7 separate regions of the Mus musculus genome follow, and regions 1, 2, 3, 4, 5 and 6 are each linked to region 7. A link is a contact called in public Hi-C, HiCAR-type, HiChIP or PLAC-seq and Micro-C data. All regions are on one chromosome and are shown on one strand. Each heading gives the region's core, a stretch centred on a gene start, on an enhancer-like site or on the middle of the called end of the contact. The rest is flanking DNA. Distances are from core to core; before and after follow the strand shown. Region 1 holds the start of D830025C05Rik (a long non-coding RNA gene). Region 2 holds the start of Fgfr1 (fibroblast growth factor receptor 1). Region 3 holds the start of Ddhd2 (DDHD domain containing 2). Region 4 holds the start of Tm2d2 (TM2 domain containing 2). Region 5 holds the start of Tacc1 (transforming, acidic coiled-coil containing protein 1). Region 6 holds the start of Lsm1 (LSM1 homolog, mRNA degradation associated). Region 7 holds the start of Zfp703 (zinc finger protein 703).

The links. Hi-C and Micro-C count contacts between places; a contact is called where the count stands out from the background. HiCAR-type assays count read pairs that join an accessible place to other places. HiChIP or PLAC-seq counts read pairs in DNA pulled down with a chosen protein or histone mark.
Region 1: a contact with region 7 is called in an H3K27ac HiChIP or PLAC-seq map of large pre-B cells, with 7 times the contacts expected there. The contact joins the promoter of D830025C05Rik here to the promoter of Zfp703 in region 7. A contact is called at or near these places in 4 of 39 promoter capture datasets (hippocampal neurons, liver, pre-B cells and 1 more), 2 of 484 Hi-C or Micro-C datasets (embryonic stem cells and uterus), 6 of 115 datasets of contacts at active chromatin or transcription factors (astrocytes, bone marrow-derived dendritic cells, embryonic stem cells and 3 more) and 1 of 9 other capture datasets (adipose tissue).
Region 2: a Micro-C map of embryonic stem cells shows a contact between it and region 7, with 3 times the contacts expected there. The contact joins the promoter of Fgfr1 here to the promoter of Zfp703 in region 7. A contact is called at or near these places in 2 of 39 promoter capture datasets (hippocampal neurons and liver), 2 of 484 Hi-C or Micro-C datasets (both in embryonic stem cells) and 1 of 115 datasets of contacts at active chromatin or transcription factors (embryonic stem cells).
Region 3: an H3K27ac HiChIP or PLAC-seq map of cardiomyocytes shows a contact between it and region 7, with 6 times the contacts expected there. The contact joins the promoter of Ddhd2 here to the promoter of Zfp703 in region 7. A contact is called at or near these places in 1 of 39 promoter capture datasets (hippocampal neurons), 1 of 15 datasets of contacts at CTCF or cohesin (large pre-B cells), 2 of 484 Hi-C or Micro-C datasets (CD4 T cells and the N1E-115 cell line), 6 of 115 datasets of contacts at active chromatin or transcription factors (astrocytes, bone marrow-derived macrophages, cardiomyocytes and 3 more) and 2 of 9 other capture datasets (embryonic stem cells and liver).
Region 4: a contact with region 7 is called in a HiCAR-type map of astrocytes, with 3 times the contacts expected there. The contact joins the promoter of Tm2d2 here to the promoter of Zfp703 in region 7. A contact is called at or near these places in 2 of 484 Hi-C or Micro-C datasets (CD4 T cells and regulatory T cells), 3 of 115 datasets of contacts at active chromatin or transcription factors (astrocytes, pancreatic cancer cells and thymic regulatory T cells) and 1 of 9 other capture datasets (adipose tissue).
Region 5: a contact with region 7 is called in a Hi-C map of CD8 T cells, with 2.7 times the contacts expected there. The contact joins the promoter of Tacc1 here to the promoter of Zfp703 in region 7. A contact is called at or near these places in 1 of 484 Hi-C or Micro-C datasets (CD8 T cells) and 2 of 115 datasets of contacts at active chromatin or transcription factors (astrocytes and embryonic forebrain).
Region 6: an H3K27ac HiChIP or PLAC-seq map of thymic regulatory T cells shows a contact between it and region 7, with 10 times the contacts expected there. The contact joins the promoter of Lsm1 here to the promoter of Zfp703 in region 7. A contact is called at or near these places in 9 of 39 promoter capture datasets (3T3-L1-derived adipocytes, the C10 cell line, the SN4741 cell line and 6 more), 1 of 15 datasets of contacts at CTCF or cohesin (the NIH/3T3 cell line), 2 of 484 Hi-C or Micro-C datasets (both in embryonic stem cells), 8 of 115 datasets of contacts at active chromatin or transcription factors (the NIH/3T3 cell line, bone marrow-derived dendritic cells, embryonic forebrain and 5 more) and 1 of 9 other capture datasets (embryonic stem cells).

Annotation. Positions count from the first base shown.
Region 1 is chr8:25,594,349-25,598,056 of GRCm38.p6, forward strand. D830025C05Rik (a long non-coding RNA gene) reads left to right here and starts at 2,135. Exons shown (of 1, transcript XR_003947362.1): 1 at 2,135-3,708. Letm2 (leucine zipper-EF-hand containing transmembrane protein 2) reads right to left here and starts at 3,148. Exons shown (of 11, transcript NM_001364069.1): 1 at 2,927-3,148; 2 at 2,014-2,097. The coding sequence starts at 2,060.
Region 2 is chr8:25,517,155-25,520,584 of GRCm38.p6, forward strand. Fgfr1 (fibroblast growth factor receptor 1) reads left to right here and starts at 1,605. Exons shown (of 18, transcript NM_010206.3): 1 at 1,605-2,275. It overlaps Gm31288 (a long non-coding RNA gene), which reads right to left. Exons shown (of 3, transcript XR_003947368.1): 3 at 2,534-3,430. RefSeq lists promoters at 770-1,744, 1,530-1,744.
Region 3 is chr8:25,752,747-25,756,133 of GRCm38.p6, forward strand. Ddhd2 (DDHD domain containing 2) reads right to left here and starts at 1,534. Exons shown (of 18, transcript NM_028102.1): 1 at 1,440-1,534; 2 at 202-427. The coding sequence starts at 421. It overlaps Gm17484 (predicted gene, 17484), which reads left to right and starts at 1,734. Exons shown (of 2, transcript NR_154462.1): 1 at 1,734-1,973.
Region 4 is chr8:25,015,827-25,019,141 of GRCm38.p6, forward strand. It overlaps Tm2d2 (TM2 domain containing 2), which reads left to right and starts at 1,385. Exons shown (of 4, transcript NM_027194.3): 1 at 1,385-1,766; 2 at 2,240-2,327. The coding sequence starts at 1,543. Adam9 (a disintegrin and metallopeptidase domain 9 (meltrin gamma)) reads right to left here and starts at 1,096. Exons shown (of 22, transcript NM_001270996.1): 1 at 859-1,096. The coding sequence starts at 955.
Region 5 is chr8:25,200,206-25,203,876 of GRCm38.p6, forward strand. Tacc1 (transforming, acidic coiled-coil containing protein 1) reads right to left here and starts at 1,337. Exons shown (of 13, transcript NM_177089.5): 1 at 917-1,337; 2 at 1. The coding sequence starts at 1,080.
Region 6 is chr8:25,783,798-25,787,509 of GRCm38.p6, forward strand. Lsm1 (LSM1 homolog, mRNA degradation associated) reads left to right here and starts at 1,794. Exons shown (of 4, transcript NM_026032.1): 1 at 1,794-1,920. The coding sequence starts at 1,875. It overlaps Bag4 (BCL2-associated athanogene 4), which reads right to left and starts at 1,412. Exons shown (of 5, transcript NM_026121.3): 1 at 1,102-1,412. The coding sequence starts at 1,374.
Region 7 is chr8:26,975,744-26,979,042 of GRCm38.p6, forward strand. It overlaps Zfp703 (zinc finger protein 703), which reads left to right and starts at 1,593. Exons shown (of 2, transcript NM_001101502.1): 1 at 1,593-1,868; 2 at 2,825-3,299. The coding sequence starts at 1,611. Gm39150 (a long non-coding RNA gene) reads right to left here and starts at 172. Exons shown (of 4, transcript XR_001778540.2): 1 at 1-172.

The DNA.
Region 1 (3,708 bases), core at 885-3,384, 1.4 Mb before region 7:
CCCAGGACCTTATATACTTCCTGAGAATGTACTCTATCATTGAGCTACAAGCCTCCTCTACCCCCAGCCAGAAATACAACTTTTTTCTTTTTTTTTTTTTTTTTTTTTTGTTTTTGTTTTTTTGGTTTTTCGAGACAGGGTTTCTCTGTATAGCCCTGGCTGTCCTGGAAGCCACTTTGTAGACCAGGCTGGCCTCGAACTCAGAAATCCGCCTGCCTCTGCCTCCAGAGTGCTGGGATTAAAGGCGTGTGTCACCACGCCTGGCTAACTTTTTTCTTTTTTAAACTGACATTGAGACAGGGCTTATATAGCCCTGGCTCTCCTGGAACTTGCTGGTAGACCAGGCTGGCTTGGAATTCAGAGATCTGACTGCCTCTGCCTCCCTACTGCTGAGATTAAGGTGTGCACCATTAAAACTATACTGGGAACCAAAGCCAAAAAAAAAAAAAAAAGTTCACATATGCTAGGCAAGTGTTCAAATAGCTGAGTTGTGCTCAATCATTGAACATATTCTTATGAAAAATATCAGTAAGTTAATTCTGAAGAGTAATTTGCTATAGCAAGTTCCAAGTTCTGAAACTATTAATGTAAACATCTAGTGGCCAGTGAGATAGTTCAAGGGTGTAAAAGCACTTGCTGTCAAACCCTGGTTAAATCCTTGGGACCCGGATGGTAGAAGGATAGAACTGACTTTCATAAGATGCCCTGTGATCTCCAAAAGGGTGTCAGGGGCATGCTCTTTTTGAGTAGTTAAGCAACAAAAAGATTTAAAATGTCTTATTAGAAAAAGTATCTATTCAAAAACATATTTCTGTCAGGGATGATATGACAGTACTGTCTCTACTCTCATAAAGTAGCCGAAGCTCTGACTGTTAGCTACTCTACTGACAACCAAGAACATTTTGATGAAACAACTTCATAGTCCCTGTGAGGATTAACCAATCAGGTGATACTGTTTTGTCCATGTGTCTATAGATTCCCTCAAAGGGATGAAATATAATCTCCCTGAAATTACTCAAGAGACTTTGAAAAATAGGAATTAGAATTGAGCACTTCGACCAATGGTTTTTATATTCTAATCCTGTAGTTAAGCTAGAACATAAATAAAACACAGCCAAGTAGAGATAGCACCAAGCAGCCAGTCAGTCAAGAGTGGTGCACACCTTTAAACCCAGCACTCAGGAGCAGAAGTGGGCAGATGCCTGAGTTGGAGGCCACCTTGGTCTAGAGTGAGTTCCAGGACATAGATACAAAACAAACAACAAAAACAAAACCCCAAGACAAACAAAAAGAAAAAGAAAGGAAGGAAGGAAGGAAGGAAGGAAGGAAGGAAGGAAGAAAAAAGAAAGAGAAAGAAAAAAGAAAGAGAGAAGGGGAGATTTTTGTTGTTGTTCTTGGCTAAAGGATGGCCTTTTCCCATTCTTTAATGCAATTTTTAAACATATCAAAATATAGCCTATAAATGGACAAAAGGAAAAATATACAATGAATGTGGCAAGTGGTGAGTGTTCAGTTAATCTTCTGAATGCACAAGTGAGATGACAAGGGACCTTAGACTGGAACATGTCCTGGGCTAAGCTTGTTTAAGAGCCATTTTACTTTTCCTTACACCTGAGGTCCTCGTGTAATCTTCATCAATAACAGAAATGCCACTCTAAAACTGTCTCATCTATTTTCCTCTATCATGTATTTCCAAAATTACTCAGCTTACATTCTAAAGCAGTTCAAATTAAAATATGTTCTTCCTTGAAATGTATTGAAAACTCAGCAAGGTTTTCTGTACTAAGCCAATCTTTTTGTTTTGTTGGTTACTTCCTTTATTTATTTATGTATATTTTTGAGACGGTCTTGATATGTAGCCCAGGCTGGCCTTGAACTCAGAGACCAGCCTGCCTCTGTCTCCTGAGTGCTGGGACTAAACGCATTTGTCACCACGTCTTTTACAACACATGTTTTTCATATAGATGCATGAGTTTATATACATTTTTTTTTGTGGGAAACTCCAAGCCTTACCTTGTCCAGAAAATAGCTAAGAATGAATTATAACTGTAGAAGGCCATGTTTATTTTTTTTGTTTCAACTAACCAACACAGAGACCTAGGCAAAAGAAGCAAACAATTTAGTATTTTAAAAAGGAATCAATTAAACATGAGAATTTAGGTGGTTTTTTTTTTTTTTTAAGAAAAACTAAGGCAAAGAGAGAGATTTGCATATTCAAGGTGTAAAATTTCCTTCAAGTTCATTTACAAAAGCCTCAGTATTTTCTTAGCTCTGGATTTGAAAATGGTACTTTTTCGATCCAAACACACAGAAATGGGTTCTAAGAAGATGATCCTGAAGACGATGTGGCCTCCAAAGGCTTTTTTTTTTTTAATTTTTTAAATTTCTGGTCAATAGTGTCTAATAATCTGCTGCGACGGTTAAAAGGAGAAAGACATCTTTATCTGTAACCAGAAAATACAAGTAGAAAGTAAGCACCCTGGATTCATTTACCACCAACCCAAAAGTCTAAAAGTTCTCACTAATTTCATGTGGGAACAGCGAAGACATAATGGTATCTACTAAAGGCTCAAGCGCAGATGCAGAATCTCCAGAGTCCGAACTAAGCTCTGTACCTTTAACTAAAACCGTTCTCCACCCCGAGCCGCTTCTCAGCTACTGGCATAACACTGCGATCTCGCAATCGTGCCGGAAGGAGGTTCCCCAGGCCCTCAACCCCACCCTATGGAAACCTCAGCTAAAAAGTAAACATCGCGAACCGGGCACAGCACCTCGGAAACCAGCCCCACCGCGGACAGCGCTCCTCCGGAGGGAGGCCGGGCCTGTTGCGGAGGCTCCCCAGCCCTTGGCCCCGGGGCTACGGGCCACTCCCAGGCAGTCTGCCCGGCGTTTCGGGGGAACCCCACGCCCAGCGCTGCGGGGTTACCTCTGCACCCCGCGCTCGCCGCACCGGTGCAAAAGGCGCCCTCGGCTCTCGGCCGGTAGTCTCCGCGGAAAGTGGGGAGGACTGCGGTGGGTCTGGGGATTGTTGGAGTGGGGTCAGGTACACCGTAGGGGAGAATGTCCAAAGTTTAGGGGAGAGATCGGGGTTGACGGGAGACGCCGAGGGAGCCCTTGTCCGCTGCGAGGTGACTAAGGCCCCAACCCTACCTTCCCAATTCCTCCCCGCCCCCACGCTAAAGGGGCCGGAAGCCCAGTCTCCATGGTTCCACCTCCTGCGCCTCGCCCTGTGACGTCACTCCGAGTGACGCCACTACCATCCAATGAGCTCTCAAATCCTGGGACTGGCTCGCGTCCTTCACGGCAGCCGCGCGGAAGGCAACAAGGTCCCCCGCACGAGCCCGCGAAGTCACTTCTGGGTCGGAGTTAGTTGAGGCAGCGTCTGTACTACAGGACCAAAGCTGCGTCCCCCCCCCCCCCCTGCCTGCCCACATTCTGTAGTCTAGCCAACTCCTCGAGAACTCCTTGAATGGAGGCCCTACCAGAGTAAGGTCTGATAGTAGCCTTTGTAACCCAAATTGGAGTCACTGATGACATCACTTTGATGATTCCGTTCCTCACCCTTTAGTCTCCGAAACTGCCTAGAGGTCTTGGGTTGGCGAAGGAGGTTGTGAGGTCCTGGTGGCAGAGGGGCAGCACTGAGAAAAAAAAAAAAAAAAAAAAAAAAAACCTTTCTTCTGCGGGGTCGAAGGCTGGAATGCTTCTGAA
Region 2 (3,430 bases), core at 355-2,854, 1.5 Mb before region 7:
AAACCAACCCAATAAACCAATAATACACCAATAAACTCATCAATAGCCCTTCTTCTTTTTCCTCCACCCTTTACTGGAGATAAACAAATGTGATAATATCTCCGTAGCTTCCCATTTTTTCACCTGGTGGTCACATAGAAAACTGTCTTAGAAACTCTTAGTCTTCAATGTGGAGGGAAGAGTTGGATTGTTTGGTATTCAAGCTGTCATGGCTTGCTCTGTGGAAGCGGAATAGAACAGTCCCCCTCATGATGGCTTTCACATGTGTGACCCTTTTGGCACACTTACATTCATTCAGTCTGCTTCTCATGGGGGAGACCCATAGAGGGACTAGATCTTATCAGATTCGTGACATGCCCAAAGTCTTTGAGTGGTGGAATTCACACCTAGTGTGACATATTCCACCCTTCCAGTGGTCCCCAAGTAGACATCACATCACAGTCACCAGGAAAATTTGCAGAGCCCCCACCCCACTGCTATGCAGCAAACCAACAGGTACCAACCACCTAGTCAGGTCTAGAGTGTGCTGGAATCAAAGCACTGTCTTTGCCTTTGTCAAAGCTGCATCGCCAACCCCTGTGTTTGATTTGTTTGAGACAGGGTCTGTAAGCACAGGCTGTCGTCTCAGTCCCTATGTGGCCAACGGTGATCTTAAGTCTCTGACCCTCCAGGGCTAGGATTGCATATGTACATCATCATTTTAGACTGCTGGAAAGTGAGCTCCTGCAACGAGGCGAAGGCCCCACTGGCTGTCTCAGAATTGTTAGCATGCTTCATCAAAACATCGGGATTTCTCATGTCCAAGCAGGATCAAAAATTTTTATTTTTTAACAATCTCAATATGATTCACGTCCACTGGACTCATTGGATTAAAGAGCCACAGATTAACATCTCTGTGGAGGGACCTGGTGGGAAGGGCATTTCAGCGATTTTCTTTGAGGTTCATAGTATACTGTGGAGGCTCTGGTTTGACTCTGATTAATTCCTAAGGCAAACAAAACAAAACAAGCAAGCAAGTAAACAAACATCCCCCCCCATCCGAAAAAAAAAAAAAACAAAAACCCCTCCTCTCTTCGGTTGCTTCCTGAAAGCTGGTGATTTCTAAGGCTACCATGAACAGCACTGTAGAATTTGCAGGGTCCATTCCAGCGTGAACCACAAAACCTAAATTATGTGGCTGGGGAAAGTTGAGATCCAAGGAAAGGGTCTGAGGGGGAAAGTCAACCGATCCATCAATAAAAACAGTTCGTATATTGTAAGCTATGTGAGGGTCCTATTTATTCCTTTTAGAGACGGGAAAACCGAGATTTAGAGCACGAAAATCATACCCCAAGGCACAGAGATAACCAAAGACCAAGTTGCCCAGTGCAACCTCAAAATTATAGCCAGGCACCCGCCCCTCCCCACCCTCCACTCCTGTCCCCAAATCGCTGATCTACACACAGTCTGAAATTCGGGCGCCCTCCAGGCGAAAACTCAAGTTAGACCAGACTGTAGAGCAGTTCTGCTCGCTCCAGGCTTCTCCGGGGCTGCAGCTTGAGAACTACAAGGCCCAGCAGGCAACTGCAAGGGGAGGAGGAGGAGGTGGGACTAGCGCCGGGTGGGAGTGAGAGAGCGAGCCCTCGCGCCTCGCCGGCGCACAGCGCTCGGAGCGCTCCTGCGGGTACTTTGGCGGGGCTCTCCGCTGCGGGCGGCGCGGAACGGGAGCCGGAACCCTGGTGCAGCCGCTGCGTGCAGAGGACCCGGGCTGCGCAGGGAAGCGGGGCCGAGACGTCCGGACTGGACTGAGACTGTGCTTAGCGCATTGCGGCGACCTCGCCTTTCCCGGCCGCGAGCGCGCGCCGCAGCTGGAAAAGCAGCGGAGACCGAGGACTTTTCTCAGGTCCCAGGGGCGCACCACAGCCGTGCTGCAGTCAATGCACGCCGGAGCCCCAGGAGGGGTGATGGAACTCGGGCTGCCAGAAGCCTGAGACGCCGCCACCGCCGCCGCTGCGTACTGGAGAGCGGGGGGCGCACGATCTGGGGACCCCGGGCGGCGGACCCGAGCCCTCCCCCCCGCCCCGCCTCCGGGGCACCAGCTTCGGCTCCATTGTTCCCGCCCGGGCTGGAGGCGCCCGGCTCGGAGTGCCGCCGGGAGTCGTGCCTCGGCCGCGGAGCCCTCGAGACCCCATCAGGATCTGAACGGAGCCCGGAGACGAGCGGCGGGAGCGCAAGACACAGACACCCGCCGCGCCACGGCGAGCTCTCCAGAGGCGGGACCGCAGCGCCAAGTGAGGTAAGAGTCGCCGGCGCCCGCAGAGCCGGCTGGCTGGGCGTCCCGAGCGGCCCCCGCGCTTCGCCAGTCGCAGCCCGCGCCTCCCTCCTCCAATCCCCCACCCCACCCCCGACTCCGCTCCCTCCCCGGCGCCCCTGTCCCTCCTCCCTCGGCCAGTGTCGCTGCCCGCGCCCCCTCCCCGCGCGCTGGGCCCGCTGCTGCTGCCCGCTGCCTAACTTTTCCGCCAACTCGCGCTCCGGAGCTAGCGAGGAGGCTGCTGCGCTCCGAGTCCAGACCCCGACCCTCTTGGCCCAGGAGAAGGCGGCGGAAGCTGTGTGTTCCCTACTGGGGAGGAGGGCGGGAATGGGCCGGGAGATGGAGGGTGTGTGTGTGTGTGTGTGTGTGTGTACATCATCTATCTTTTGGTCCTCTTGCGGATTCACCCCGTTTCAGCCGGTGGCTTTAAGCTCAACACCCTACATCTGGGATCTTTTCAAGTGTTTTCCTACCTCCGGGCAAGTCTGGGGTCCAGGTTGGGGGGTTGAAGAGGAAAGGAAGTGGCGGGGAAGGCTAGCTTGTCTTGGAATAGGTTTGAAGGAGGTGTCGTCACCAAATGGCTGAATCGGCTTTAGCGGAGAGCGAGCAAAGATTCCCCCCCCTTTTGAGGGGTGATGGTGGTGGTGGTGGTAATGTTCTATTTTATCTTAGACCTAGAGGACTCTTGAAGGGGTCTGGAGAAGCGGGGGGTGGGGGGTCTCGGGGTCTGGATCGTTCTGGGAAGTGGAGGAAATGAGGAGAACTTGTCCGGTGCGGAGGAGCCCTCTTCTGCCCGCTTGTTGCTTCTCTGGCCCAGACCCCCTCTCCACACCTCCTGTGCCTCCTCTTGTAGTGTCTCCGGCGGGGTAAGACAACCTAGTACTCATATTTTTAGAGGAATTTACTGACTTTTTAAATATATAGATGGGGTTTGTAATAAACAGTTACCCACCCAGTGAGGCAGCTGGACACCTTGGGAGTGCAGGAGGGAGTTCTCTTTCTCTGGGCCTAGTAGAAGCTATTAACTCATTTGCAAAGCATTTCGACGGCGTTTTTCTCCCCCACCCCACCCCCCATTTCCCAGATGTAGCTGCCGCATCTGGTTCCGTTTCACCCTACACGGGTACACCGCAGCCACAT
Region 3 (3,387 bases), core at 284-2,783, 1.2 Mb before region 7:
TGTGACGACTCTACACACAAACTTTCTGACTAAAAAGTCAAACACAAGCTAGAATAGAGAAAAATACTTGATAACTATGCAGAAATTTAATACAGTTTTAAAAGGATGAAAATGGTGTAATTCTGAAATTTCATGTTAGTGGCTATCACAGTAGAGGATATTACTTGTTAGTTTTTATTAGAGTCATCAGTTTCTTCCTACCAGAGCCATATGCGTCTTCCAGCTGCTGTGAATCCTCAGAGTTGAAAGGAATCCAGAGCTCCTTGGAATCTAGTACCTTACAATAAAACCAATGTGGAGAAACGGGTTCATAGGAACTACTGGCGTCCATGTCTATGAGTTCGAAGGAACTACAAGAGTTCGGGGATGGGGACGGATCTGACTGAGACAGCTGCTCCTGGTGTGATTCCCCCGATGACATTTCGCTCTAGAAGACAAAATAAAAAAAACTATCAGGAGAATTATTTTGCATCTATTAACACTGTAATGTTCATATGCTCAATAACCATTTTTGGAAGCTGTTCTTGAAAACAGCAATATTTAAAAGCTACATAATTTTTATACACACACAATTATTTGGGGAGAGAAACAAAATGTTCAGCTCCATCATTCTATACTGAGCTTCCAATTCTCCTTAGAAAACTAAAAAATGTCTAATCATACAACAAGCTCTTTAGAAAACCCAGAAATGTCAAGAAACACACGGTCAAAACTGATTGCAACAGGGTGTTTTACCACAATTTTCACAATAAAAGTAGCAGCACCAGCGAAGGCTGGAAATTTCCTACCTCCAGGTGTGCACACTACAAACCATTTAGTGTGTCAGACAGTAATAACAGGTAGGTTTAAGGCCCCAGGCTCTATTGTACATTTCTAATTACACACACATTTACATAACTATTGGAATCTTACTATACAGAAAACAGAACTAATCGCTTAAGAACCATTTTGGCTGATCCTCCCAGTGTGCTTCAATACGGGCTCTGGTACATTTAACGCCCAAACAGAAACTTTGCCTGCAGGCTATAGCTGCGCATCGACCCACCGAGACGCAGAGCCAGAGTTTCGGATGAAAAGTGACAAATGACCTCAACTGCCCCCGGGGCGATGGATGTCGGGCGAGTTCCCACCGACCCCAGCACTAAAGCACCCGGCGGACTAGCGCTGCAGACATAGAAGCAGAACCCAAAAGCCCAGGACGGGAGATGGACGAGCGGCATCGCTGCACCGGGCACGGTCGGACCGCACAGCTCAGGAACCAACACTCCCCGGGCCTCCCCGTTATCCTCCCGAGACCTCGGCCTGCTCCCGCCGCCAGCTCGGGGCTCCGAGTTCGGGATCTAGGAGAGCAGCCGAGCCGTCCACGGATGCCCCGGGATACCGTGCACACTGGAGCCTCTCCACCCCCGGCTCGCCCCGGCCCAGGCTCCCGCGCGGACCTGGACTCGCTCGTCCACACCGCCGCTCGCGCTCTCAGCCCTCGCGGAGGGAGCCCGGGCCACATCGCCGCTGCAGCCTACCTCCCAAGCCGGGCGGGGCGGACGGGCGGAGCCTGCGGCCGCGCCCCAATCCCCACACCGCGGGCTCCTCAGCGCTCCAGCGGAGGAGAGCAGTGCGCCCGCGGAGGCTGCGCTCCCGGTGAGAGCCGGAGGCGCAGAAAGATCCTCCGAAGTGTCGCGAGATGTGCGGTGAGGACTGGGGGACTCGCGCGAGACCTGGCTCCTCCTGCGGGCAGACGTCGGGCGCCGGGCACGCGCCGGGCACGCGCTAGGGGCGTGGGGGACACGCACGGGAGGCCTTGCCTGCGCTGAGGCTTTGAAGGAGGAAAATCGGACCTTCTGACCCCTCATGGGTCCCGGCAACCCCGGTGGGCAGGACTGGGGTGACTGAAGGCTCTGTCTGTCTGTCTGTCCTCCATTCCCTCCCTCTATTTGGATTGAGAGGCTGTCAAAGTTATCCCTAAAGCCTAAGAGGTGAGTCTGACAGAATACGGATGCTGTAAGAGGCAGCAAATGAGGTTTTTGTTTGTTGGCTTTTTTGTTTTTTGTTTTTGACCTAGTTGATGTAGGGTGATGGCGGTGGCTATTCACGTAAGCCCAGCGCTCTGGAGACTGGCAGGGCTAGAGATGCGGATTGTCGCTGGAGCGCCTGACTAGCAGGTGCCACGGGAAGGAAAGACAAGAGGCTTTGCTGGTTTCTAACTTGATTATAAGACAAGGCTTCGAGATTTTTTTTTTCCCCCAGAAACTGAGAAGGAACAAAACGTGGACTTTTTTTTTTTTTAAAAAAACCACATAGTCTCTGCAAGTCAACACCTACACACCAATATCTGCACGTTAATGTAACACCATTTTTTGTGTGATTTTTTTTGTTGTTGTTTTGTGATGGCCTTGCTATGAAGCCCCATATTGGTCTCCGACCTTTAAAAATTACTACATTTATATATTTGTCTGTGTGTGTGTGTTAGGGTTTCTGTTCCTGCACAAACATCATGACGAAAAAGCAAGTTGGGGAGGAAAGGGTTTATTCAGCTTACATTTCCACATTGCTGTTCATCACCAAAGGAAGTCAGGACTGGAACCCAAGCAGGTCAGGAAGCAGGAGCTGATGCAGAGGCCATGGTGGGATGTTCTTTACTGGCTTGCCTCACCTGGCTTGCTCAGCCTGCTCTCTTATAGAACCCAAGACTACCCGCCAGGGATGGTCCCACCCACAAGGGGCCTTTCCCCCTTGATCACTAATTGAGAAAATGCCTTACAGCTGGATCTCACTGAGGCATTTCCTCAAGGGAGGCTACTCTCTCTGTGACAACTCCAGCCTATGTCAAGTTGACACACAAAACCAGCCAATGCAGTGTGTGTGTGTGTGTCATGTATGTGCTGCTTCATGTGTAGAATTCAGAGAATAACTTTCAGGTATCAGCTCTCCTTTCACTGTAGGGGTCCTGGGAATCAAACTCATGCCTTGTCCCAAGGGATTGTGCGTGCAGTCACGCTAGGCCACACTGGAAACCCTCCCCCCATTTGGGGGGCAGGAGCAGGGTGTCCTTAACACTGATATTTTAAAACATTTTAGATTTATTTTACTATGTGTGTATATAATGTGTGTGTCTGGTGCCTGTGGAGGTCAGGAGGCAGCAGATCCCCTGGAACTGGAGTTTCAGGTGATGGTAACTCTGGTTCTGGGAGCCAAATCCTTCCCATGCAAGAGCAACAGATGCTCTGTCGGGTCAGCTCTTCAAGCCTTAGACCTTACTTTTTATTCTGCAGTGCCAGAGATCAACTTCAGAGCCTTGGGTGTGCTAGCCTCCTGCGCTACACACGGAGCCCCCAGAATGATGCGGCTTCTTAGGGTGCAGTTTGGAATCTGAAAACATAACGGTTTTTT
Region 4 (3,315 bases), core at 135-2,634, 2.0 Mb before region 7:
TGGAAGCATCCCATTGAAAATTTGTCAGTATTTATAAACTCCAGGAGGACGCTAACTTAATTAAAAAGGAGAAAGCCAAAGACAAGAAGCTGTAATTAGTTTCGTGAAGGTCAGCGGTCCTGAACTCAAATCTACACTCATCACCTTTGAAGGCAACAATTTTGTAAAGCCTTCTATTGTCCATAGTGTTCCCGGAGCTCAAAGAGATAACTAAGCCATGCAAACACTAATTTAATACAAAGGATGAAATAAATAACTTATTTCCAGGAAAAAAAGAACCTAGTGTGTTCCCATTCAGTTTCATCATCCACAATATAAATATCTTACATATTTACGGGAAGTTTCACAATTCAGATGTGCTGGCGAACAGTAATTTAATTCTTTCCGATAATCCCCTGGGTTAAACAGAGCAGAGATTCTTTGTCCAGATTTAGATAGATTGAACTACAGGCTCTAGAAACGTAGCGTTTCGTTGATTTTATTATTTTAAGTATCCTTACTAACAAAAAAAAAAAAAAAAAAAAAAAAAAAAACGGCCCAAGGAAAACCCGCCCTCTTCTCCATCGGGATCCCTGTGGACCTACTGCTGAGTCGTCCAAGACGGCGAACGTCAAACCCCAAATCCTGATAGACTGAAGCAAAAGTTCCATCTCCCAGCCCAGAGCTGGTGACAGCCACTCCACCCGCAAAGCACTCGCTGCAGCCCGGGAGTAGCGAGCGCACCGCCACAGTGCAGCCGGCCGCCGGCCACCGGGCTCCGGGTCAGCGCTGACAGGGGAGCCGGAGCCCAGGGTCCGCCTCGCAGCCCTCACCACCCAGCACTCACTCCCCACAGCACGGTTCCCGTCCGGCACCCACCTGGTCGCCCGGCCTCGAGGACTGGGCCCAGCAAGCCACACGCCAGCAGCCACCTTAGTCGCAGAGAGGCAAGGGGCGAGAGCGCGCGCGGCCCCATAGCGAGGGCTTCGGCAGGTTCCGCTCAACGCGCGGCCGCCGCCTCCGCCCCTTCGGTCATCCTTGCAACCCCGCGGGGGCCCCCGGGCTGGCGGGGCGCTCGCCCTCGGCGAGCACGCGCGCGGCACTGACGCAGCAACCCCCCCCCCCCCAAAAACCCCGCCCCTTTCCCGATCCCGCGGCCAGAGGCTGACGTAGGGAAAATACAGTCTGGCCAACCCACCGGCGGCCGCCGCCGCCGCCGCTCCAGTTCGCGCCCGGCTGTTCCGCCCCTCCGCCCGCTCAGCGGAGACTAGAGAAGGTAGGAGGGGCTGGAGGGCGGGGCTAAGGGAAGCTCCACCCTCCCTCCGCTCCGTGCAGCAGTGAAGGGTCTACTGGAGGGCGGAGCGAAGCCAGGCCACACCTTTCCCCTGGCCGTTTCTGATTGGCCGTAGTGGCAGGCGGAGCGTCGAGCTGCGCACGGGTTGGCTGTGGAACGGAGGGTTGCGTACCCGACGTAGAGAGAGGCCTGACAGCGCCGGGCTCCGGTGGGCCGTGGCGGCCTGGCTTTGTTTTTAGGCCAGGTCTCTAGGACCGGCCCCCGGGAAGATGGTGCTGGGCGGCTGCCCTGTGAGTTACCTATTGCTGTGCGGCCAGGCGGCCCTGCTATTGGGGAACCTGCTGCTGCTGCACTGTGTTTCTCGGAGCCACTCGTTTAATGCTACGGCCGAACTGGATCTCACACCCTCGGGCGCCGCTCACCTCGAGGGTCCCGCGGCCTCAAGCTGGGAATACAGCGACCCCAACTCGCCAGTCATCCTTTGCTCTTACCTGTAAGCTGCCGGGACGTGGCGGGCGGACCTAGAGGGGGATCGGGCCAGGGATAGCTGTTGGTTGTGGGAGCGGAAGGCTGCTTCCACCTCGGGGAGGTGATTCCGGGACTGGTGCCTCTCAATTGCCCTGCCACAGAAAGCAATTAAACTGTGTGTTAGTGGTAGATACTGGGAAGGAGTAATGTAGGCTACAGAACCCTTCCACTTCCTGCACCCTTTCTGCTGCCTTGGTTACAGGATGAGTTCAAGGCCAACCAGCCAGCCTGGGTAACTTGTCTCAAATTTAAAAAAAAAAGAAAGAAAGAAAATTCAAGGGCTGGAAATGTAGCTCAAAGGTAGATAGCACCTCTAGCGTATCCAGTTCCCAGTACAGAAGGAGGAACAGATATTAAAAGAGGAACGAAAATAGCATTGCGTGCGGACACAGAAGCAATCGGCAAAAGGCACTGATGAAAAATCTTACTGATTTGCAGACCCGACGAGTTCGTAGACTGTGATGCCCCAGTGGATCACGTTGGAAATGCAACTGCCTCCCAGGAGCTTGGTTATGGTTGTCTCAAGGTGAGGATTTTGTTCTTTGTACAGGCACCTTCGTGGGAAGCATGGCCGGGTGCTGTTAAAGAATTACAGAAGGGCATACAGACAGACTTGATTTTTTTTTTTTTTTTTTACAACTTCATCCGTATAACTGTCGCTGGAAACATGACAAAGGTTTTAACGGCTGAAGAGCACATTTGCTTTCCTCAGGAACCAACCATGCCTGTGCCCAAGCCACCCAAGTGCAAAGACCAACCTGTATTGCTTCCTTTGACTGTTGAAACTAACAAATTAAAGCCAAGACATCGACTGTACTTTCAAAGCAAGGCTTTTCTTAACAGAGCAGCAGCAACAACAGCAAAGCCATGCACTTTGTAAAGCTGGTGCTGAACTGGCCTTTCTTGGTTACACACGCACTTGGAGCAAGTTCCTCATGCAGGTGACAGCCGGCCTGCACCATATCCGTTGGAAGTAGCTAGAGTCTGTCAGTTATGATTTTATTTGAGGATAAAACATTCCAGAGAAGCCAGTAGTATAGCCTTAAAGTGAGTGCATCTAACTTGGTCTCTCAAAACCCAATGAAGTTTGGTTTGGTTTGGTTTGGTTTGGTTTGGTTTGAGTTTTGTTGTGCTGGTAGGTTGGTTGTTTGTCTGTCTGTCTGTGAAAAGGTCTCACTACAGCCCAAGCTAGCCTTAAAACCAGGTTCCTCTTGCTTGAGCCTTCTAGCGCTAAGATACAGGTCTGCATCACTGTGCCTAGCACTAAGATACAGGTCTGCATCACTGTGCCTAGCACTAAGATACAGGTCTGCATCACTGTGCCTAGCACTAAGATACAGGTCTGCATCACTGTGCCTAGCACTAAGATACAGGTCTGCATCACTGGGCCTAGCACTAAGATACAGGTCTGCATCACTGTGCCTAGCACTAAGATACAGGTCTGCATCACTGTGCCTAGCACTAAGATACAGGTCTGCATCACTGTGCCTAGCACTAAGATACAGGTCTGCATC
Region 5 (3,671 bases), core at 87-2,586, 1.8 Mb before region 7:
GCTGCCGAGGGGGAAAAACGAGGCATTACCACAGTCAACGGTATTTCCAACTGCCTTTAAAACGTACTCAGCCACCAAAGTGCAAGTACAGCGCCTCTAACTTTACAACCAACCAATCCTCAACCCAGCCTGAGAACGGCTGCAGCATTTTCAGCGATGCCCAGCATCCTAGCTCCCCGAAATCTCTTTCGTCCTCTGAAGCTTCTCACCAGGACCTTTTTTTTTTTTTTTTTTTTTTTTTTTTTTTTTTTTTTGTCATCGCTGCCTTTCACACGCACAGACACACACACAAAAAGACTTCCCAATCAACCCTTTCCAGGGGCGTAAAAATTAATATCGCCCCACCCCCCAAACTAAGCCAATTCTAGCTATACTGTTCTTCTCCGTAGGCCTCTACCTGTCTGGAAGTCACTGGAAGCTGAAAATGCCGTCACCTGCCTTCCACAATCACACGTGTGACAGCTCAGCAGAGACCACCATTTCTCACCAGCTGCCAGGGACCTGTCATCACGCGATCCTCTTTTACCAAGGCTGCATTTTAGGACACTGCGGGGCCAAGAAGGGCGGTGGAGCGACTTCTTGCCCACAAGGGGAAAACGCTACAAATCGCACCTGGCCTTATCAACTGCCACTACCCGGTGCCGCTGCGTCGGAGCCGGGGTGTCGACGCTTCGAGAAAGCGACCCAGGCAAACCGGGATGCGCAGACTGCGGATTCGGGGCTGGGTTCAGAAAGCTTACAGCGAAGACAGAGGACGAAAAGCACACGGGCAGACAGAACATCCCGAACTTTCGGGTACACAGCGGGGACCCGGCTGCGGGCAGCAGAGCCGGGAACACGGTTGCGCGCACACAGCATTGACCGCGGTGGGAGGATGGCGCCCGCCTGCATCTCGGCTGGGATGCGGTGTACTTGCCTGAAACTCAGGGATTTGGTCTCGGCTTGCGAGTCCTCTTCCTCCTCGGGGTCGCCCTCGGGACCTCCGGCTTCGTCCTCTCCGGCGCCCGAACCGCGCACCGCGGACCACGTCCACTTGGCCCACTGCACGGGCGACAGGATCTGCCAGGGACTGAACGCCATGAGCGCGGCTGCCGCCCCTGCGGTGGGGGAACGGCGGCCTCTTCCTTCAAAATGGAGGGGCCTTGACAGGCGCCGGCAACGTCGCCGGCGACCCGCGGATGTGGCTCAACGAGCGCCGTCGGGCCGGGCGCAGCGCTTCCTCCCACGGCCCCGCAGCGCCGCTCGCCCCCGCTCCTCCGGGCCGCCGCGCCGAAGCTCGCCCCCGCGCGTGCCCGCTCGCCCGCCCGCTTCTTCCCCCGCCAGCCCTGCTCCGCGTCGCTGGGCTCTGGGGTCCGCTCCCGCCTGGAGCAGCCTCGGCCGCCGCGGAGCCGCGCCCCTGGAGCCGCCCCCTCGGACCGAACTACTGGCGCGGCGCGCGGGGGCGGCCGCTTGGAAGCGCGCTCCCCCCGCCGCGCTGGTCGCGCCCGGCCTTGGGCAGGGGCTGCTCGACCGCGCTCGCCCTCCCCGCGGGATCCGCGCCTGCCGCGCGCCGCGCGCCGCCGCCGTCCATTTCCGAGCGTGTGCGCGCCGCGGCGCTGTTCCTCTTCCCCTTTTATCTGTGTTTCCTGCCGCTAGGACTTAATGGCGTGGCTGAAGCTGCGCTGTACAGAAGTTAAGCCCCTTATTTAAAAACAAAACAACTCAGAACCTCTGTAGAGTGTTGTACCCGATCCTTGACACTGGTCAGCGCCATCCTTGTTACGCCCAGGATTTGGAAGGCTCCCAGGTTACAGAAGAATTGAAGTTGTCTTGCCCTCACCAAGCCACACTCATGAGGGCTCCGGAGTGCCCTGACCTGGGATAGATGCAAAATTGCCCCCTGATAAGACGGCCTGAGCCGTTTCCTGTTGTTCTTTCTTTTCATAACTTTAGGCTTTTTTCAGATAATTCCTGGGTCCTTGGTTTCTGATGTCCTTTGCTTCTTCAGTACAGAGCCATCAAGATCTGGTGACAGTCTTCAGAATAAGGCTTTTACCTCTGAAGGTGAAGAGAAGAATTTTCCCCCCTTTATCTTTGAAGGATTCCACTAAGAGACTGCCCCAGGTCCTCTCTCCCAGTGAATTCATTTCCTCCAAAGCCAAGTTTGAGACCATTAGCTCATCAGTGTGTTTTCCATAATACTGACATTTCTCAGTCTCAGAGAATCTGTGAGGTGGCTACAATTCCCACAGAGAGTGTGCCTCCAAAATTCAGAACAAAGTCAGGCGAAGATTTTCAGGATGCTCATGAGCTTACCCTGAAAGAAGCTGGCACCACGTCGTGTACTGCAGATGAATCACAAATGTCTTATACACTTCATAACAAAGACAAGCAAACATGTAAGATAAGGCTTGGCAGGTATCCTACCATAATAAAAAAAAAAAAAAGGCAGGAGTATACTTTAGAGCCCATTACTGCTTCTTGCCTGAGATAAACACGACTGTCAAAAGTGTTGAAAGACTTTTTTTTTAAAAATGTGAGCGGAAGTCATTTTGTTTTAGGTCTACAAGAACTATGCCAAGACTATCCAACTGTCGTTGTCTTGGGTTTATGATCAAGCAAATCTTCAGATTAGAAACCCCTGTAGCTTGAAAATAGTACCCATGTAAGTCCTTACCTGGGCTTGATCATTCCTCCTCCTCGAGACTGCTACCCTCTTTTTCCCTCCTCCCGATCCTCGTGTGCCTTGCATAGCTCCTGCACTCCAGAACTTCTCGGAATTACAGTTTGTCCCTCAGGGCTTTCTCTGCCTGGTTAATCCTGCTTCCCAAACCATCAGCAGCAGAGACCCAGATATAACCTTGATATGCCCAAGAACACCTAAGAGATGGTACAAACACAAGTCCACACTGGGGATGTACCCCAGAAGGGGCAGCATCTCCAGCAGGGCTCCCGGCCCTGAACTCCATTCCTAGCCCCGAAGCAAGAGGAAGAGGAGAAAAGGGACAGGGGTGTCTAGACAGTCTAATGACAGCCTCGGGGCATTGTCAAAGGGCAGACTTGGCAAACAATACTTAACGTAAGTCGACCATGGCTCTTAATTCCAGAACTCACTCTCTCTTTGCCTGCAGGGTTTTCTGCGTTCCTGAAATACACCTCTTCTCCCATCTGAACTCCAAGTTTCCCCGAAAGACCTCTGGCCTTGGCTGGTCAAACTTCTCTCGTCACTCAACTCAGTGACTACTGCGGGGAAACCAACTGGTCTATCTACACTTTCTACCCCCTTTATACATGAATATTCATACAGACCATTCTGTCTCACTTAGTTCTAAAACTAAGTGAAAAGGTGCATTGTTAGTAATGACACCAGAACAACAGACATAAGCCAAGACTGTCTCCTGATACAAGGTCACCCTACACTTAGCAGAACATGGGCAACATGTCTACTTTTGGACCATAAAATTCCAAAGGCCAGAGACCATGTCACGTTTATATATATATATATATATTTGCTTCTGCAGAGACCTGGGACAAGAGAACACACTCAATAGACATTCAGTAAATTATAAAAATGAACATACCAGTCTCCATTTGTCTTTCCAAGTTTGGCTAAGCTTCTGAGGCAGCCCTGTCTTGAAGGAGCAAAAGGCAGAACCAGCTCCAGGGATGGCCTGAGTGATAAAGCCTGACTC
Region 6 (3,712 bases), core at 544-3,043, 1.2 Mb before region 7:
TTTTGTTTTTTTGTTTTTTGTTTTTTTTTCAAGACAGGGTTTCTCTGTGTAGCCCTGGCTGTCCAGGAACTCACTTTGTAGACCAGGCTGGCCTCAAACTCAGAAATCCGGCTGCCTCCCAAGTGTTGGGATCAAAGGCATGCGCCGCCACCACCAGCAGACTTTTTTTTTGTCGTTTTTTGTTTTTTCAGCCCTTGTTTTCTATTTCTTGAGTATACTTACAAGTAGACCTGCTAGATCATAAATTAACTCTCTGTCAGAAGTTTTAGGAACGACCCAGCTATTTTCCAAAGCACTGTACTATTTTACAATCCCGTCGTGGATATGTGAGAATTTTATAATTAATTTTCTGCAAGTAAGAATGTTACAAAGGCCAAAAGATGTGTGCCACCATCCTAGAATGATAGCCCCATACGAAGATAAAATAGAAACACACTTTTGGCATGTATGCAAGCAACAAAATGTTACAGGTCCAAACATACTAAGCAAGTCGGTCTCTCAGAGCCTTCTCCATTCAAAAATTGGGAAGCATTAATAACATCTGTCTTGCAGTCTTGCGATGATTAAATAGAACATTAAGGTACTTTGCAACATTGATCCCTCCTGATTCAATTCCAGGCAAAGCTTTAGTGATAAGGAACTAAGTGATCAGCCCGCCCCGTTTCGATCCCTTCCCCGTGGGAGGGGCTGCTGAGTAAGGGCTGGGGCTGCAGCTCCCCGAGCCACGCAGGATAAATTGTTACAGCCCAATCACGCTAACCTACGCTCTCGGGAAAGAGATCCTGCAGCCTGCTACTAAGCTTAGGAAGTCAGCGCAGAATATTTTTTCGTTTTTTTTTTTCGTGGTTAACAAGAACACTTATGATGGCTGAAGTTAAAAAAAAAAGCAAAAACAAACAAACAAACAAACAAAACGAAGGGACAAATGGAACCCAAGCCTAGCTCCCCTCGCATCTCTGGTCCTCGTCTCTGCACCGTCCCCAAAAGAAGAACAAATCAGAGACCCGAGTCCTAACAGACCCTAAGTATAAAACCCCCAAATGTCCTCACCTCTGCCCAAGACTTCCCGACTGGAGCCCCGGAAAAGACTTCGAAGCTTACCTGGTGGCCTCCCCCGGCTCTGCTCGCTTCTGCCCAGGCGCCTCCCGAGGGGTAGTAGCCATCGCCACCTGCGCCTTCGCCCGGCCAGGTGGTCTCGGCCGGGGCGCCCCCGCGCCCTCGCCAGGAAACCGGAGGCTGGGGAGGCTCCGGACGAAGAGGGGGGTATAAGGGCGGAGGTACGTGCACCGGGACATCGCCTCCCCCGGGCCCGTAGTAGCGGCCGTAAGAAGGGCCGTCACTGGGGCCGTAGCCCGAGCGCCTCAGGGCCGACATGGGCTCCGCTGCCGCGAAGCGCTTCCCGCCCCCCACGACCGTCCCATTGCGCAGGCGCCTGCGGGAGGCCGCTATTGGCGAGCGGCGGAGGGGGATAGGACGGCTACAGCCAATCCCGAGCCGGTCCCGCCCCTTGCACGCCGAGCGCGGAACGGTCATGGACGGTACGGGTCAATCCGGGCCTCGGGTCGGGAAAGCGAGGCGAGGGGCAGCGCTCGTCACGCGTGAGGAAACGCCTATCCTCCGCCCTTCCGACCTGGACTTCACTGCACTGACTGGAGGGGAAGAGAACGTGGTCGGCCACCGACTGGCAACACGCCCGGCACGCCTCTTTCGGCGGACGGGCAGGCGATACCGGAAGTGGGTGGGGTCACCTGAAACGCTTCCGGCGACTAGCGGTGTCTGAGCTGCAGGTGAGCGGCCGGTTCCCGTCCGCGTCCCGCCGACGGGCGACTGGACGCCCTCGCGGCCGTCCGGTGCAGCCTTGCGAGAGCTCAAACATGAACTATATGCCCGGCACCGCCAGCCTCATCGAGGACATCGACAGTGAGTACCTAACCTCTCCCTCGGGGGAAGCCTGGTGTGGGACCCCTTTTCGAGTGGGCGTCCCTCGACAAGGGCCCAGAGAGTGATCTCTGGGCCCGGGCGGGGTGGTTCTGCCTTCACAGCCTCGGACGGAGCCTTTTCCCAAGCTGCCTTCTCTGTCCTTGAGCGGGTAACACCTCCCCGCCCCCCGCCCCCCAAGCTGTGAAACGCCTTCCGAGGGGCGCAGCATCCGACTTGGGAACGTGAAGGGCAGAGCACGCGAAGGAAGTCGCCTGAGCCACTTCGCGTTCCCAAGTCGGATGCTGCGCCCCTCGTAAGGCGTTTGACAGTGAATGGATGGAGATTGCTTCTAGAAAGGACTCACCAGACCCGACAACAGCAGTTGAATTTAATTAGCAGAGAACGTAGGCTTTCTGTTGTATAGCCACTAGCACTCTCCTTTTTCTGTAAGGGTCATTAGCACTTTCAGATTAAAGTTGTAGAGACAGGTGCCGGACGTAATAACGGGATTTTCTGCGAATGCTAAGTCACTTCAAACTTACTCTTTTCTGTTTGACAGTTTTGCTTTTACTAAAAGGAGGTTAGTCCTGTAAAAATAAAGAGGTTACAATTTCGGTTTTAAAAGGTTTAATTTATTGTGTATTTATGTCTCGTCTACATGTAATTAAACCACGGGCATATTGGTATCCACGAAGCCAGATGACTTTCTCTTCTTGGGATCCTCTGGAATTGGAGTTATGGACCGAGTTACAGAGTCACAGTGTGGGTGCTGAGAAAGGAACTCAGATCTTCTGCAAGAGCAACACGTGCTCTTCTGAACCATCTCTCCAGCCTCCACTTTCATTCCCCCGCCCCGAATTCTTACCTGTGTATGATTCCTTGAATATAACTTTTTTTTTTTTTTGGTTTTTCGAGACAGGGTTTCTCTGTATAGCCCTGGCTGATCTGGAACTCACCTTGTACACCAGGCTGGCCTGGAACTCAGAAATCTTCCTGCCTTTGCCTCCCAAGTGCTGGGATGAATATAACTTTTAAAGCAGCATTAAAAAAACAAACAAACAAACAAAAAAAAAAAACCGCTGTATATGAGCATGTATGTATGTGCATTGCGAGCTTGCCTGGTGCTGGAGAGAACAGAAGAGGGTACTGGGTCCTCTGGAAGACCAGACAATACTCTTTAGCACTGAGCCATCTCTCAGGTCTATAATCAGCATTTTAAAATCATTTTAATACTGTGACTTTTCAAAAGCAAAATGATTTACAACTTCAAACAAGTAAAAATGTTTTGTGTGAGTTTGCAAATTAGAGAGCAGCTGTGATTATATAGACTGGGATAAACATATTAAAGTTTGCTCATATATTACAGGTATAGATATTAATATATATTTATATGTGTATTATAGCTGCATACACATATACACTACTTTATAAGCCTATCTATGAAGTGTGATGAAATACTCTTAGTGGAACTTTTTGCCTTCACCTTTCCTTAGATACGTGAATTACCGAAGCTTCTAACAACAAGTCTGCTATCTTACTAAACGCGCTTGTGTTCTCAAGCCTTCTTGGACTTTGTGGATCTCAGACCCTTTCATTTGATATACAACCTTTAGAACGTGTCTGTCCCAGTCTTTATGGGGCCTTTTGGTTTTTTCGAGTTGTTTTTGTTGTTATTGCTTGTTTTTGTTTTGTTTGTTCTTGGGTTGAGACAGGATCTCTCCATGATCCTGGCTATCCTAGAATGCCCCTGCCTCTGCTCTCCCTTGCTCTGATTTAAGATAGGTGCCATCAT
Region 7 (3,299 bases), core at 343-2,842:
CTCCTGCACATCATGAAGTTCATGATTGTTCTATGATTCGCTCCTTCCGCTCACTTTGACGACCCCTTTGGAATCTCTTGCTCTCACGTTGTGTTGAGTCAATGATATCAGAGTCAGGGAAAAAAAAAAAAAAACAACCGTGAGTCAGCATCAGGCAGTCAGAACCAGATAGTCCTGGGTAACACTCCTACAAAGTCAGAACTTGATGGTCAGAGTGACTGACAAATCACGACTGGAAAAGGGTATTCAAAAGGAACAGCGACACCAGCGCGCCTCCACTGGCCACTGAGGGCACGCAAAAGTGGTCACTCCAGAGCTGGGGCACAAAGGACCAAGCTCAGTCGATTGAGCCAAGGATCTAGAACTTTATGGTCAGGACCATGACTATGTAAAAATCTCTGCCAAGTGTAAATACGTACTTTTTCCGGAAGGCTTGGGGGAATCCGAGAGGGTACTGTTATTATTAATAAAAAGGTCTTATTTCGAAATTTCGCCGGAGGGGAAACCAATGGGGCAGTCTCTAGAGTTTGTGTCGTCCTGCAATGCTGAGACCCCCCCCCTCCTCTAGGACATCGGCCTCTACTTTGATGCTACCTCCAACCACGTCGCCGCCAAACGGCAGCTCAGCTCGTCACAGCACAGTGAGGTAGCTTTATGACTTTAAACGGGACAAGAACCCTGAAACACACCAAACACGATCTATAATTCAGAGCGCCCCTGGGGGCGTTCCAGGAGCTTTGAGGTGACGCTTCCTGGCCAGGGAGCCAAACCTTCAACCACGCTTCACCTAGACCGTCTCACCGGGAAGGGAGTCCTTCCACTTCCAGTCTGACTGGACAGGCTCAAAGTAGTTGGAAGGGCTCAGGCAGCGCCCAGGGAATAGTGGATGCCCCCAAGGCTTCGGCGCTTCCAAGTGAACACATCCGGGAGAGGCCAATTAGGGGAAAGAGAACCGGCCGAAGCAGCTCGGAGAAGCTGCCGAGCTCCCGAGGCGTAGCCCGCCCCCCGGCGGTCCCGGGGAGAGGCTTGGATCCTAGGACCGGAGCAGGCGCCCTGCGTTCCCACCCCGGTCTCCACCCTAGACACTAGTGGGAAGCAGCAGGCAACAGGAGAGGGCACAGAGCCCGTGTCCAGAAGTCCCGTCCCTTGGGTGACCCGTGGGCTAGGGCAGCCGGGCACAACCCGCAAAGGGGAGCAGATCCAGCGCTGGGCGAAGGCCGGGAGGCGGCGACCGGCTAGGGCGCTTTAAGACTCTCCCCGCCCACCGGCGGCGCCCGCCTCCGCCCTCCGCTCTCCCCGCCCCGGGGTCCGGGAGAGAGCTGCGATTGGGCGGGCGCGGCGATCCCTTTGAAGTGTGGCTGCAGATCGCGGCTATTTGACGTGCAGCTCGCGGAAGGCGAAGGTTTTTGTGTTGCTCGCCTGGGCTAGCTGCGGCGGCGGCGGCGGCGGCGGCGGCGGCGGCGGCGGCGGTGGAGGAGGGGAGGCGGCACGGAGGCGCAGCGGCTGCTGCACGGCGTTCGACGCAGCGGAGCGAGCCCACCCGCCCCGGGAGCTCGCCTCCCGGAGCTTCCCCTCCCTCCCCGCCCCCCCAGTGGCACTGCCTCCTCCAAATGAGCGATTCGCCCGCTGGATCTAACCCAAGGACACCCGAAAGCAGCGGCAGCGGCGGCGGCAGCAGCAGCGGCGGCGGCGGCGGGAAGAGGCCGGCGGTGCCGGCAGTGGTGTCCCTCCTGCCCCCGGCGGACCCCCTGCGCCAGGCGAACCGGCTCCCTATCAGGGTCCTGAAGATGCTGAGCGCTCACACCGGTCACCTCCTGCACCCGGAGTACCTGCAACCGCTGTCCTCCACACCCGTCAGCCCAATTGAGGTCAGTCTCCGGGCGCTGCCCACCCAGAACTGAACCCCACTCCTCCACCCATGCTGGGCCCATGGCTCTGCTCCCTCCACCACCCCCCACCCCACCCCACCTCCCGTAGCGACGCGAGGCCCGAAGCTGGCCACGCAGGCGGACCTCCTGAGGAGGGACGGAAGGCAGGAACCAGACACCCCCCTCCCCGCCCGCCCAGGTTCTCCCTAGACTCATGGGTGGAAGGGTTTTGCCCAGTCGCCCTTTGGAGCTGCGTGTTTTCTAACCGACTGGATTTGCTCTTATGGTGCCCAGAGTCCTTTACTTTTCCTCTGGCCCCTTAGAGTCCTGTCCAAAGACGGCTTCTGGGCCTCCCTCGCCTCCACCCGGTGTCCCTCTGCATCTTCCCCCGTCTGTTTAGGGGCACAGTGCAGACAACCAGGCACTCGGGATCCTGGGTCTTTCTTCATCTTACTTCTCTGGGTGTCCTCCCCGGGAGGGAGGGAGAAAGGGAGGGAAGGAGAGAGGGAGGGGCTACTCACAGGGCCAACTGCGGCTCTGCCTTTAGAAGGCGCCTCTCCCTGCTCTTACACCGAGCGCCATCACCAGAAACCCGTCCCAAACGAAGTTCTCCCAAACTAAAGGCTTAAGTTTTTCCCTGGCCCAAAAAGATGGGAAAATTATCTGGAAAGGGGCGAATCACCATCCGGATTACAGAGAAGTCACCTTTAACCGGGAGGGCTGTGGTTGAGCCATTTCTCCTGCGCGCCAGCGCCCATGTCACACTCGGGGACTAACCCACAAGGCAAGTGTCATTCCGCCCAGCTACTCGGCCAGAGCCAGGCCCTCCTTCCGTGACCCTCCTCGCTCAGCTCCCTTCGCTCGCCCACAGTGCTCGGCTCAGCTTCTCCGCGCGCGCTTAGTGAGTCTCCCAGTCTCACCCCCTTCTCCCTCCCCTTTGCCACTGTCTCCCGCAGCTGGACGCCAAGAAGAGTCCTTTGGCTCTGCTAGCCCAGACCTGCTCGCAGATCGGCAAGCCCGACCCGCCGCCCTCATCCAAGCTCAACTCCGTAGCGGCGGCGGCGGCCAACGGGCTGGGATCCGAGAAAGACCCGAGCCGCTCCGCCCCCGGCGCCGCCTCCGCGGCCGCGGCGCTCAAGCAGCTGGGGGACTCCCCCGCGGAGGACAAGTCGAGCTTCAAGCCCTACTCTAAGGGCTCCGGAGGCGGCGACTCCCGCAAAGACAGCGGCTCCTCGTCGGTGTCCTCCACCACCTCTTCGTCCTCCTCGTCCCCCGGAGACAAGGCGGGCTTCAGGGTCCCCAGCGCCGCCTGCCCTCCCTTTCCCCCGCACGGGGCATCGGTCTCCACCTCATCAAACTCGTCTTCTCCCGGCGGCTCCCGCGGAGGTTCACCACACCACTCAGACTGCAAGAACGGCGGCGGCGGGGCCG